Linked DNA regions of Mus musculus: regions 1 and 3 are each linked to region 2. The links are chromatin contacts, called in public HiCAR-type maps. All regions are on one chromosome and are shown on one strand. The core of a region is the stretch at or near the end of the contact, and the rest is flanking DNA. Distances in the headings are between cores, read along the strand shown. Region 1 has its middle 290 kb from the start of 5031426D15Rik. Region 2 holds the start of 5031426D15Rik (RIKEN cDNA 5031426D15 gene). Region 3 has its middle 330 kb from the start of 5031426D15Rik.

Region 1 (4,609 bases), core at 1,082-3,581, 290 kb before region 2:
AATAAAGAAATACTTCTTAAGTTTAATCCATATAACCCTAAACTATATCAGGTCTCACTCTTTCTTCCTTCATTCACTCCACTTTAATATTTTCATATGCTTCCAAGTTTCATAATAAAATCCCTTAGGAGGAGGTCACTGTCTGTACTGGCTAGTTTTACATCAACTTGACATAATCTAAAGTTATCTAAAAAGAAGGAGCCCCAATTGATAAAAATGCATCTATAAGACCTGTACGGCATTTTCTTAATTAGTGATTGAAGTAGGAGGGCCCAGTCCATTGTGGGTGGGGTCACCCTGGGTTGGTGGTCTTGGGCTCTATAAGAAGCAGGCTGAGCAAGCCACGGGGGAGCAAGCCAGCAAGCACCACTCCTCCACAACCTCTGTGTCAGCTTCTGCCTTTAGATTTCTGTCCTGTTTGAATTCTTTCCCTGGCTATGATGTGAAAGTGCAAGCCAAATAAACTCTTTCCTCCCTGACTTCTTTATGGTCAAAGTGTTTTGTTGTAGCCATAGAAACCCTAACTAAGACACTGGCTTTATTTCTGATTCTGAGTAGCTACAAATGACTTAATCGTACATAACCAACAAATAGTTGGCTTGTTGAGTCATTAATTCATTCAGTTGTAAGTCAACAGAATACTACAAGGAAATGTTAGCGAACAAGAAGTCTGCTAGCCAGAGGGAGAATAGCACAAAGTGTACTTCTCTAGCATTTCAAGGGTATTTGTGAAGGCCTGCCTGAGATGGCTGAGTTTTTTGTTTTGATATTTTATTATATTTCAGGACTTGGTCTCTTGTATCTCAGCTTGGCCATATAATGACTACATAGCCAGGATGCCCCTGACCTTCTGACCCTTTTGTCTCCACCTCCTAAGGGCTCAGATTACAGGCATGCAGCACAACATCTAGTTTCTGGGGATAGAAGTCAGGACTCCATGCACACAAGGCAAGCACTTTGCCAGTTTATCTCTGTCTCCTGTTCTTTCCTAGTTACTATCAGAGATAAATTCTTTCCCTTTCTCTCTATGTATTACCCAGTGGTGTTCTTATGATATGGGTGGAGAAAATGGGACTTCTGGTGAGTCTTACTAACCACTTAACTCTACGAATCACTGTGTTTTCTAATTCTCAAAGCCAAACTGGCTAGTTGAAAATCCACAGTACCCAACAGACACAGTGTCGTCTGGGTGGCAGCTTGCATTAAGCAGGGATGTGATAACCAGACTGAAGATGTCTTTCTAGCAGGGAGCAGGTGGGAAAATGAAACAAGTAGACAGAGAAAATGTTTATTAAAACGCAAATGAATCCTTGTGTGTGTTCTTTGGCTCTTTTGAAATAGAAAAACTGTATGAAGACTGCAGCCCTTCAGTTGCCACCCTCCCCTCTTGACTTATTTCTACCATGACACATGGCACTCACTAATAAACAACCTATAAGACATTTGAAGAGGATGGACTTTAATTTTTAAATGCATACTTCTTTCTAAAATAGCAACCAGAATAGTATAAGTCTCCAGAAGTAAATTAACATTGGATCAAAACCACAGCCCTTTCCTCTGGACCCACCCCCTCCCTGTACTGCACAGGAAGCACTTGGTGGGGCACATGTTGAGCTGTAGGAGCCTGGCCTGCCATCTGACCCTGGTCCACAAGGGCTGCCTCTCAGTCAGCTTCTGAGGAAACAAGGACGTTGCTCATCTGCATCCCTGGCAAGCTGCAGATGCTAAGAGTCTTGGAGCTGGCACATCCCTTTGAGTGCCTCAGCCAGGCAAGTTCTCTTGAAATGTAAAAGACTTCTGAAAGCTTCAGCCATCACAGGGTAACACTTGCTGTCACAATGAGCATAGTTGGGAGAGGACATCGAAGCATCTAGACATCCCAAGGGGGTGAGCCTTTAACAGAGTCAGATTTCTAAGTATGAGGTCATTCTTGTAGGGGCGGGGGTGCTTTAAAAGTTGGACTACAGTTTTAAAGGTTCCCCTGGTTTAGATTTTATCTTTCTGTCTCATGTACTCAATTCAGGGATGCTACAATTAATGAATTATAAGGAATAAGATCTCATTAGTGACCCTAATGGAGTGACCTTTAGGACAGACAACGGAGCATCTTTGCTCCTTGTTTGTCTTATGTCTTCTTTAGTTGTTGTTTAAAACATGTGGCCGGACTAGCCTTAAACTCTCTTGGTCACCAAAGATAACCTTCGATTTCTGATGGACCAGGCTTTGCCTCCTCACTGCTGACATTGTTCCCACTCCCAGGTTGTGTCCTGTGATGCAGGCGACCCAGAGCTTCCTCTGGGTAAGCAAGCACCCTACCAACCGAGCTGCTGCCTCAGCTGTTTACCCTGTGTCTTAATGCACCCTCTGAGAATTCGAAATCGCATCAGCCTTAAGTGGCAATTTCATAACCCCCATTTGCATCTAGAGCCTTTGACACAGTTACAATTTAATGGGTTATAAATACTATAAATAATGGGCTGTAAATCACAACCTCTTCCAGTCTGCAGTCAGAAATAATCTCTTCTGTCCTGAAAAGGGTAATTTCTTGCATATTATTTTGTCCTTAAGGTAAAGAGAAAATGCAATAAACTGGGCATCCTTCTCTTCCTACCCCACGTAGCCCACACCTAAACTTTGCCTTTGTTTTCTACCAGGTGGCAGGGGAGTTTCCCTAGAGCAGAAGGTTTTTATACAGGCTGCCTTGGAGGCTTTCTTTATATATATTTTTAAAAATCCCCCCCTCTCTCTTCTCCTCCATGATAAATAGAATCTGTACTGCCTGACACTGGTGAACAATGGGTGAAATGGATATTAGAAAAATCTCATTTATCTTCTGCTTTATTTCTTGATAGGGGTCCTTGTCACTCGGACTATTGTGTGACCAGCCCTGGAAAGGGCATCTCATTAGTTTTTCTTATCAAGATTGCAGGGTCCTTTGAAACACCAAAGCACTTACATTTTAGATTCAATTAGAAAAGACTGCATGGTGAGTGCATACAGTGTGTGTGTGTGTGTGTGTGTGTGTGTGTGTGTGTGTGTGTGTGTGTGTGTACATGCAGGAGTGAGTGATTTTACCTTAGAGATTCTACTTTGATACAGAGAACTGTCTGCCAGAATGTCCTGGGCTCAGTTTGCACCAGGGTTCAACCTAGCTCTGCACTCTATATGTATTCCCAGGCAGGCTATAGAGATAGGCTCTTAACAGGTCTCCTGATCTGTCAGAGGCAGCATCAGTCTGGGTGAAGAGGCAAAGCAGGCAGTCATCTGTGAAGTCACTGATGTGTGGCTATCTCTACTGGAGTAGTTTGTTTCCAAGCTCCATCAAAAACCTCCTCTTGGCTCCACAAATTTCTGGCAAGTACCCCACCTGGCCTTCTCGACTCACTTCCATGCAGTGGGCTGTTCTGACTTTGGAAAGGTTCACAGTTGCCACCCTGACAACTGGGAGGATATCAACAAATCACAATGGTTTAAAATATGTCATATGGAATTTGAATTGTTTGCATCATTTCAGAACTCCTAGTGACAGACAGGTGAGCTGGGACAACTGGACATCAGGTCACATTTTGGTAAATTTAGCCAATACACTCAGAGAAAGTTCCTCTTCGTGAGCAGCTACAAAAACAAGCCCAAAATAAAAATATCTCCCCAGGCTAGTGAGTAGTCTTCCAAATAGTGGTCTCTTCTAGGAGTACAAGGAAGCTTTCAGGGCAGTAGGGTGCCATGTTGCTCATTTACTGAGTGGTCATAGGATGCTGGTAGCCAACAGGATTGGATTCTTCTTTATGGAGTCCTCTGGAGTCCCGTCCTTCCTCCTGGTGAATGGACACTGTGGAAAAGGATAATAATTTGGAGGATCTGGTTGTGTTCTTAACAATTCTGCACTTTGTTCTTCTCCACATAGGCTTTGAAGGGAGACCCAGTTCTCATGAGACATCTTCAAGCACTTTTGACAGTCATGGTCTAGCAAATATCAGCTTCATAGCTCCCAGATTGCAGAGGATGTGCTGTCCAGTGTACAACCTGGACATCTGGCAGGTATCTGTAGAACAGGTAGTCAATAAATCCCTGAATGGATATATGATTGGACACAGAGAAGATATATCACCTAAAACTATTCACTGTAAAGCAGAAATTTCAATTTGCGACTGTGAAAGCAGGAAGGGGAATTGTCATCTAGCAAAGTGTTCACAGTGCAAGAATGACAACCTGAATTTGGATCCTCTATACTTATGAAACAATCAGAATGGGATATGCACCTAGAATCCCAGCTCTGGGAAGCAGAGTTCAGGAAGGTCCTTTGGGGTGGATAGCCAGCCAGACTAGCAGAATCTGTGAGCTCCGGGGTCAGGAAAATGTCTCTCCTCTCTTCCTCCTCTCCCTTCTCTTTCTCAAATGCATAAATAAAAAATATGAATAAGGAGGAGAGAAATTGAAGGAAGGAACCCAACATGACCTCTGGCCTCCACATACATGCACATACATATGTACAAATGTGCACACACATATATACCTCACACAATGATTTTATAAAGTTATGACATTGAATAACTCTGCCCTGGTTTTGCATTTTGTTGGTCAGGGCATCCCTAGGCCATGAACTTGCAGT
Region 2 (4,775 bases), core at 362-2,861:
CTGTGTTTGATGGAGAGCTTACAAAACATCGATATCGAGTTATTTTCCTTTATTGCTGCTGCAAAACTTGCCTTAATAAGAAAGGAAAGAAAGAAAAATGGAAGCTTGTGGTCTGTCCACTCTATTTCTTCCAGAGAATCCCACAATCAAGGTTTAAGTCCTTTAAAACTCTTCTTTAGAGAAGGCATCTTCCAGTTGCTAGTATAAAATTCTCCAGGCCCCATACTAGCTTATAGATCTCTCTTTAGGGAAGTTACCTTTTCTCAGGTAACAGCTGCCAAGTGGTCAAGTAGGTATATGCCTCAGAGGAACTCAGACTTGGAGCACACATCTCTTTCCCCTGCATATAAGAAAAGTGGCTTGAAACCTGGTTATTGGCTTCTGTGAGCCTCGCTGCTAGCTTCTCTGCCATCTTATTAAATGCTGTGTACTGGATAAGGCAGTAAACCACCTGATCTAAAAGAACCACAAAAAGTGGATTGCACACAGTAGATGGCATTAAGATCTCACATCCTCCTGTAATGAGCCAGACCGTGCTTCCCCACGCTCGCTGTCAATGGTCCCACTCCACTCCACTCTCCAGCGCCTCAGGATTTAGTATAGCATACTCCACAGGATGACCCTCAAAGTCCTGCAAGGTAGCCACTTTCTTCCTATTCTATTTGCTTTATGGCACTCTGGACTTCTAGTCTTTTCCACATCTGATCAATCTTAGTCTCTACGATTAAGCCAGTCTTTCTGATGATTCACTCGCACTGCCTTATGTATTTCTATGTGACCTATGGTACTGGGCAATTTATTGGAAGACATTTATTATAGGTAATGGTACATTAATGGTATAATAGAATTAACATTTGGTGCATACGCATCTTCTGGGAGTCATCTGCTCTGTGAAGGATGACCCTCGATGCCTTTGTCTGAGTCTAAGAGGATGAACGCACTCGCCAGTGAGTTAAAGCTGTCAGAAGCCCTGTTACAGGGCTGGGAGAAGGAATCAACCTGTAAAGTGCTTGCAATCCAAACCTGAGAATCCTGAGTTCAGAGCCCCAGAAACCACATAAAAAACCACGTGTGTAACAGGAACATCCTCGTGCTGGGGGTGTGTGTTCTAGGGGCCTGTTGACCAGCCAGTTAAATAAACTGGCAAGCGCCAGAACCAATGTGGATCTCTGTGTCCAAAAGGAAGTTGGAGAACAATAGAGAAGGAACTTGTTGTCAATCACATATCTGTACACACACACATACACACACACACACACACACACACACACACACACACACACAAAGAAACTTCTAAACTTGACAAGGTCTGCTTTAGCTAACCATCAAGCTAAGCTTTGGCCAATGGATCCTGTCTCTTCAGCTCTTCTGCCCATCCCCCCTTCCCTTTGTCTCCCGCAGAAAAGAGAAGAACAGAGTGATTGATTTCATCTTCAGAGGACACTGAAGTGTTCAAGGCAGACCTCATGAAATGATGTCCCATTGGTCTTTGCATTGTTCACGTGATTTCATAAGAGAAAGAACTTGGTGTTTATAAACTGATCAGAGAAGACAGAAACTCTTACCACAAGCTAACCTTTTGTAAGATTTTATGCACATGTGTGTGTGTGTGTGTGTGTGTGTGTGTGTGTGTGTGTGTGTATGTATGTATGTGTGTGTGTGTACCATAGCATGCATATGAAGGTCAAAGGGCAATTTACTGGAATCAGCTCTCTCTTTCCACCATGTAAGTTCTGAGTTTCCTACTCAGGCAGGCTTGATAAGAAATGTCTTTACCTACAGAGCTGTCTCACAGACTCTCGCCTTTAACTTCATTTCCTCACCTTCCAAGTGGATAATCATAGTCACAGATATATCTCTTTGTCCTCGGCATCAAATGGGAGATGAACCAGAAGTCACCCTGCAAAGTCTGATCAGAGGCACCATCTTGGTTATCTGTCTCAGGGTTGTTTATGGCTTAAGGGAAATGCTTATGAAGTGTTAAACAGTCTTGGAGGGAGTCGCTAGACTAAATGTGAGTAATTCCTTAGGAGTCAGTAATGGGGACTCTCTGAAAGCTGTACTTTGGAGAAAAAAAAATGTTTACACCGAAATAAGCATGAATCTGTATCTCCGTTTCTGTGTCCATCTGTCTAGAGAGAAGGGTGTATGAAGGGAATTTGACAAGTTTCATCTGGAGAGGAAAACTTGCTCAAGCATGAGGATGCTGTTTCTCTGAAATCTGCACTTGGCTTCTTCCCAGGGATCTGACTTCTCCTGGGCTTTGCAGCTAAATTCTCAGGGATGTATCCTCAGAAGTACTGTCTGTACCAATTCAGCTGCTTCTAGAATGAGCCACATTTCAAAAGAGAGAAAAAAAAAAGAGAGAGAGAACAAACTGAAGAGTCAAGGAGATGAAAGTGAGAACACCAGCCATATGCCCAAGATATTCTCCACCATACCCTGGGGTTCTCCAGAGCCAGCGTATGGAGTGTGGAGCATCCTGGGGAAGCTTCCATGGAGAGACTCTAAGTTGGGTAGCTCAGTTTTGAAGGATTACATCACAGTCTGCTTCTCAAACATGTTAGAAAACAGAGAAAGAACAGGCCCACATTACCCTGCTGTGTATGAGGCAGGTGCTTTTGGTGGTGTGTTTTAAGAACAGGCTGATAAATTTCCCCTATCCCAGCATGTCCCAGACCAACTGTCATTATTCCTTGAGTTACTTTATGTTATGAATTTATATATATATATATATCAGTTACCAAAGTCAGCTCAACTTTATCAACCCATTTCCATATTGTGCTTTACTGTCAATAAGAGGTTGTGATTACCTTCCATAAATATTTGTTTAACTTTTATATTTTGTGTTCAGAATACAAATATTCTTTTCTTTTTTAAAGCAATATCACATGTATTTTACAAGTCCAATCAATCTAACATGGATTCTGTAGTTTGCTTTTCTGTTGCTGTGATAAATGCCATATCCAGAAGAAACTTAGGGAAGGAAATCATTTATTTCAGCTTTCACTTTAAGATCGCAATCCATCATTGAGGGAAGTCAGCACTGAGAACATGGAGAAGGTTGCCTACTGGCTTGCTCACTGTGTCATGCCCAGTTTGTTTTATTATACAGCTCAGGACCACATGCCTAGGGATGGTGCCACCTGGAGTGGACTGGGCCCTGCCACATCGATTAATCAAGACAGTCTCTCACAGATATGTTCAGAAACCAGTCTAATTCAGATAGTTCTACCATTAATGTTTCCTCTTCCAAGCTGAATTCTAGGTGGTGTCAGGTTGGCATTAAAAACTAAGCTACACAGTAGGGAACCAAACCAGGGTTGCTTGGAATATTCTCAAACCTTTAGCCTAGGTTAGTCAGTATATTTCAACCTTCTAAGAGTATTACATATTTTTTTCTCCTTGGATCCTTTTGGTCCATCAGCAGAAGGGCTGTCATCACATAACTATTGCCTGGCCTTTTCATAGACACAGAATGACCCCATTCCCCCAGGGGAAGGTACCTTGATTAGTTTCCTTTGTGAAAAATGTCTTTTCAGTCTTCTGGATCAAAGAGCATGAGGTGGATGCAAGCTGCTAGAATATTGAATTATCGTTTTCCTTTTCAATTAGCACCAGTTGCTGGCACCTTGTGTGACCCAAACTGAAAAAGAATTAGCATCAGCATCTTTTGTTTTGTTTCATTTTTTTTTTAATTTCAACACGGTGGTTATCGTCATACGCACTGCTGTCAGGATGCCTGGTGTGGGTTCCTAAACTCTCTCACCACTCAAAACAGCATGAAGTTACAAGCTGGAGAGGGACTGTCTTAGCTGACTTTTCAATCCTAGGTGTCTTCCTAGGGAAACTGGAGCTCAACCAACATAAGCTGGTTGTGGAAAAGATGTCTGTTAAGAGAGCACTAAAAGCAGGAAGGCGGAGCCGCGGGCCTTGAGCTTCTCCCCTCGTCCCCACAATCCCAGGGCAGAAAATTATATTTTCTTCTTACTGACATTAACCAAAGACAGTGCTTTATTTATTTCTTGTTTGTTTGTTTGTTTGCTTGGGGGCATTGAACCAAATAAACTAGGTTGGGGTGGGGCATCCAACTTTATTTAAATCCACCCAGTAGAAATACTCTACTGCTAAAGCTAGTCGTTAGAATACTCTGTCAAATGGGAACTTCTCTTAATTGATATAACTGTGCTTCACTGGGCCCAGTGAAAACTGAGGTTCCTAAAGGTGATCTGGAGTTAATGAAAAGTTCTGAAATGTCTTGAATCATCAGAGAAAGATTACAATGTGTTCAGTGTTGCTTTAGTATTAAAGATTTTATTGCATCCCATATCTGGAAAACTGGTAATACGCACCTAGTATGTTGATAATATCCTATTCAACCGAGTGTTTGATTTGACAGGACATCCCATTTCTCAATAGAGCAGGAAGGCAAAGCCTTCTTGTTATAGCTGGCTGGCTGTTCTGCTCTGGGCACCGTTAGGCTATTCTTATTTTTTATAGCGAAACTAATAGGTATGAATTGGAAACTGCCTCCTTTTTCTTGGTAATTGGGCATTTGCTTTATAGATTTAAATATGCCTGGCACAGTATTCTAAGTAGGCATGTTCCTGGCTAGAGGGCTTTGTGCTTCTAAATTTCTGAAAGTCTACCATTCTCTTTGGCTAATGGGATTAAAGAGAGCACGAGGATGGGACCTCCTTCATTGCTTTATTATCCCTGCCGTTCTCTTCAATGCTGGTCCCAGCTGGTCAGTGCTCTTCATACAAGTGCAAATA
Region 3 (4,588 bases), core at 312-2,811, 330 kb before region 2:
AACCTGGACTATTTTACATTTTAAAAATCCCATGCTCTCCTAAAATAAAGGAAATATAGATGGATCCTCTCTAATAGTGCACTTATGAGCATCTGGTCTTTCAGCATGACTACAGAGAGGAATGACCGTCTTATTGCTGAAATGTAGTATACAGATGTGATGCAAACACACACACATGTGCAAACACATGCCTTCATGCACACACATGCACATACACACAAACATATATGCACACACACATATACACATACAATGTATATGCCTGAAATGCATGCACACACATACACACAAACACACAAACACATATACACATACACCTTTCCTTAACGTTTTGGGAAAAAAGTTTATTTTTAATTTTATTACATATGAATGTGTGCACATTAGTACAGGTACCCACTGAAGCAAGAAGAGGATATCTTGGAGCTGGAGTTACAGGTGGTGTGAGCAACTCTATATATGTGCTGGGGAACTGAACATGGGTCTTCTGCACGAGTAGTATCTGTTCTTAATCGTTGGCTTGTTTCTCCAGCCCACAATTTTTTTTTTAACTATTGAAGTCAAAATTATTCCTAGTGTAAATGACACATATTGAAATGCAACAGAAAGACACAAAATGGTATGTGGGATGTTTAAAAATAATAGTTGAGTCTCTTATAGGAAAAAATTAACTGAAGAGTGTACATATTTAGTGTTTTTATTCCAGTTGGCTAGGAATTAATGCATTAACTGTTTTTGGTAAAACAATAAATAAATAAATTGACAGATACAAAAGCAGTGAACAAAAAAAGAAAACATTGAATTTCTTAGACTCGGTAAGCCTATATCTAGAGAGAGAGTAAATTAACGTCTCAGGTTGCTCTAAGTCACTGTAATAATGGCCTTAATGGTAGCAATTCATGGCTCCTCCTGTAAGGTGTGCATGTATTTGATGTACTCTCCTCAGTCTCCTTCCAAGAGTTACTTCCATAGATTTTGCTAGAATCATGCACATGGTTTTCTCAGGATTCATTCAATCAGTAAAGCAGAGATATTGATTGAATATGGGTAGGGAGAGCCACTAAATGCCAGCATGCCAGGTTTCTTCATTGCCACTATAAGCATTTGTTCAAACTAAAAATTAGTAATGTTGACTACTTTATTCTTCAGTAAACAACATATTCTTAATATCCATCCTATTTATATCTTCCAAAAATAATAACTCTCAAACATAAGAGAAAGCAGTAGATTTCTCTGTATGCTGAAGGTACTCTCCATCTTCCAACTGAGTCACCAGCAATATGGTTGCTCTGCAGTTTACTATGTAGTCAACATGAAATTATCACAAAGCACTGGCTGGGCCGTAGCCCAGACAATTTGATCTCACTTTATGTGTGTGTTGATGCCAAGAAGAGCTCAGGAAGTAAAGAGCACGTGGCTTTGCATGAATGTTCTACACCTCTACCCAATTAGATAGGGTCACAGTCGCCATGTGATTGAGAGGAAAGTCATGTCCCAACTCACTGGAAGGCTTCCGTTAACCAGGCTAAAGGACCTTAGTTAGGCAAGTGAATACATACAACGAATTGTTTGGAATGGCAACAGGGCCTCAGAAATCACAAGCCTGTAATTGTAAGCCAGAGAGCATTTGGATCATGTGCCTGAGACATGTGATGTATGCAGAATGTCCTGCCAACATTTTCAGGGTTGTAAGTCATTTTATAACCCTGAAAGTGACTCCAAATGTTGGCCAGAACTGATATTTGGTTCTGCTCTCTGCTCTTTCCATTCTTTTCTGTCCCAAACTTTGTGTCCTTTCAGCCAAGTAAACTCAGCCTTGTTTTTCAGTGTTAAACAAGGGCTGAATGTCTGTGTCAGGTTCCCCTGGTTGGGATGTAGGTAATGAAGCAGCTGTAGCCCTGAGATCTCTATTCTCTCTCTCTCTCTCTCTCTCTCTCTCTCTCTCTCTCACACACACACACACACACACACACACACACACACACACACACACACATGCGTGCATGCAGAGACAGAGAGAGAGAGAGAGAGAGAGAGAGAAACACACAGAGAAGTCACTGGAGAGACACGGCCAATTTTAGTCCTCTGGAGAGCTTGGAAGGATTTACAGTGAAATGGAAATTTTACTGGATGGAGAATAAAGGCTGAAGTTTTAGTCCCAAGCCTGAAACGCAAAGCAATTGCATAATTATTTTGAACATGAATGTCCTCCGTAAATCAATGGTCCTGAAACTAAACCATGGTGACTTGAAAATGAGCTTTGACTTGGGAATGATTTGCTAGTGATAAATTGAGGAGCCAACACCACTGCCACTCTTGAGGCCAGTGGCACATATTTTCCCAGATTACAGATATCCACTATGGCCATGAGACAGCATTAAATGAGTTCAAATCAAGGAAGCTGGTTCTTTGTAACATTCTAACTGACTGGGGTTTTCTGAGATAAATTATGTGGCGTTGGACCTTAAAGCTCTTTGGAATTGCTAGAGTAAAAATATGAATACTGAAATAATAATTTACTATGTATAGTTATGGTGGGCCAACCATGATATTGCAATTTGCCTCTGTGTGTATGTATTCATTGTACAACATGATTGTACATTGTAAACAGAGTGATTGATTACTCATTTTTCACTCTCTCATATTTCCCCCTACTACTCCCATTAAAAAATTCTTACAGGGACCAGGGAATTCTGACTCCTCATTTATCTAAAAGAGCTTTATGTAGGTATGGTATGATTGGAAGATGGCAAATTAGGAATTGGGGTATAACTATAAAAAAATAAATTGTGTAACCTACAGTAAGATGCAGCTTACATTTTCCTGAAGTTTCTTATACCATGTCTATTTTAATCCAAAGAAAGCAGGAAAGAAAATCAAAGAGAGATCTTGTTTTAAATATGACTATGGTATATATAACATTCTCTCCATAAATATCCAAGAGCTATTTAATGCTAGAATCTGATACTTGACCAAAAGCAATTCTATTTCCTTATTCAGTTTATAACCTTGGTAATCTCCCTAAATTCTGAAATACTCGGTGAAGACGCCACATCAACTTACACCACAGGCATGAGTAATGGAGGGGCTTCTTGGGGTGCCCCTTTGTGTATGTTTGTTCATGTGTTTCATTTTTCACTGTTACATTTTATTTATGTAAAGAGAATGTTTTAAAAAATAGGGACTGACAGCAAAATGAGCTCCCTGACAGCCTAACAAAATGCCTGCCATAGAAATTGTGGCTTCCATTTGTAACTTGCAGGCTCTCACTGCAAGTATTGAAATTACAGGTTCATTCCCTGCCAGAGCTCAAAGTCACATATGTGTAGGGTTCCATTCTGAAAAGCAGCAGGTGTTTCTCTTTCATCTTGACTTTCTCCACACATTAAATATCAAAGAAAACCACTGGATTGAAAACTTCTCTGCCTCTGTCTCTGTCTGTCTCTCTGTCTCTATTCTTCTGTCTCTCTGTGTCTCTGTTTTTCTGTCTTTTTCTGTCACTCTGTCTCTGTCTTTCTCTTCCCCCACCGTGTGTGTGTGTGTGTGTGTGTGTGTGTGTGTGTGTGTGTGTGTGTGTGTGTGTGTGAACAAGCTCACTATGTCATTATGTAAGTTTTCTTCCTCACACACAAGACCTGGAAGAAAAAGGCTACTGAAGCCGAAATACTTCAAAACTCCTGACAGAATAATTTACAGTTAGACTGGGGGGGAGTTCCTCAAAATAACTAAGAGTGAGACCATCAAGGAGAAAGACAAGAGAAGATCCCGGCTCTTTAGTACCAACAACAGAAGTTGTAAATAGAAAGTGAGTGGTGCCAAGGCCTTGCTGTAGCATTCATTTTATCCAGGAATGGCATGGGAGACATTTTGAAGATTTTCCAGTCTAAGATGGCTCCTTGATTTAGATAAGAGAAGAATTTTTGCTCACCAGATGTGTGTAGCTTAAGACAGTCAGATTGATACTGACCTAGGGATACAACATCTTTCATGGTTAGTGACTGTCTGTTGCTCTAGGCAAGAATAACATCCTGGAATTAGTACATCCCAAAGGATTTTAATTAGCACCAAAGACAAAATTAGATACTCTGGGAGTCTCTGTTGTTTCACCTTGGGGCTTCAGGAGTTGGATGGAGCTGGGAGGCAGACTGCTTTATCATCTTTAATGAGGTTTAAGGAAATATTTAAAACTCTATCTTGTATGAATGGGAGGCAAGGGAGAACTATCTGAATGAAATCACAGAAATGTAACTCAGTGTTACAAATAGCTCCCTACTTACATTCAATAATCAATCAATAATCAATGAATTTCCAGCTCTCCTAGTCTCTCCTCAACTTAATGAGTACTTCTTGGGTAAGCCCATCTAGCTTCACACTAGGACTAAGTAAATGGTGTGACTATTTTTAAAAGATTATTCTCTCTCTCTCTCTCTCTCTCTCTCTCTCTCTCTCTCTCTGTGTGTGTGTGTGTGTGTGTGTGTGTGTGTGTGTGTGTGTGTGTGTGTGTATGTGTGTGTGTGATATCTGTATGGAGACCATGTCTTCTGAAACTGGAGTTACAAGAGATTGTGAGTTGCCCAGCAGGGACAATGGG

The links. HiCAR-type assays count read pairs that join an accessible place to other places.
Region 1: a HiCAR-type map of fibro-adipogenic progenitors shows a contact between it and region 2, with 3 times the contacts expected there. The contact joins the enhancer-like site here to the promoter of 5031426D15Rik in region 2. A contact is called at or near these places in 3 of 39 promoter capture datasets (hippocampal neurons, pre-B cells and stem cell-derived epiblast-like cells), 1 of 484 Hi-C or Micro-C datasets (cerebral cortex) and 1 of 115 datasets of contacts at active chromatin or transcription factors (fibro-adipogenic progenitors).
Region 3: a HiCAR-type map of fibro-adipogenic progenitors shows a contact between it and region 2, with 3 times the contacts expected there. The contact joins the enhancer-like site here to the promoter of 5031426D15Rik in region 2. A contact is called at or near these places in 6 of 39 promoter capture datasets (the 3T3-L1 cell line, epiblast stem cells, frontonasal cranial neural crest and 3 more), 2 of 484 Hi-C or Micro-C datasets (cerebral cortex and uterus) and 1 of 115 datasets of contacts at active chromatin or transcription factors (fibro-adipogenic progenitors).

The regions. Positions count from the first base shown.
Region 1 is chr2:7,220,798-7,225,406 of GRCm38.p6, reverse strand. It overlaps a transcript of Celf2 not described here. Among named protein-coding and RNA genes, the nearest start is that of 5031426D15Rik, 290 kb to the right of the region's middle. Within about 2 kb of position 2,331, at least 20 of the 459 cell types and tissues checked have an H3K27ac peak or open chromatin away from gene starts, as enhancers often do. A contact at or near this core is called in fibro-adipogenic progenitors, where this site is marked.
Region 2 is chr2:6,925,558-6,930,332 of GRCm38.p6, reverse strand. It overlaps 5031426D15Rik (RIKEN cDNA 5031426D15 gene), which reads left to right and starts at 1,611. Exons shown (of 1, transcript NR_027890.1): 1 at 1,611-4,775. It also overlaps a transcript of Celf2 not described here.
Region 3 is chr2:7,257,389-7,261,976 of GRCm38.p6, reverse strand. It overlaps a transcript of Celf2 not described here. Among named protein-coding and RNA genes, the nearest start is that of 5031426D15Rik, 330 kb to the right of the region's middle. Within about 2 kb of position 1,561, at least 29 of the 459 cell types and tissues checked have an H3K27ac peak or open chromatin away from gene starts, as enhancers often do. A contact at or near this core is called in fibro-adipogenic progenitors and uterus, where this site is marked.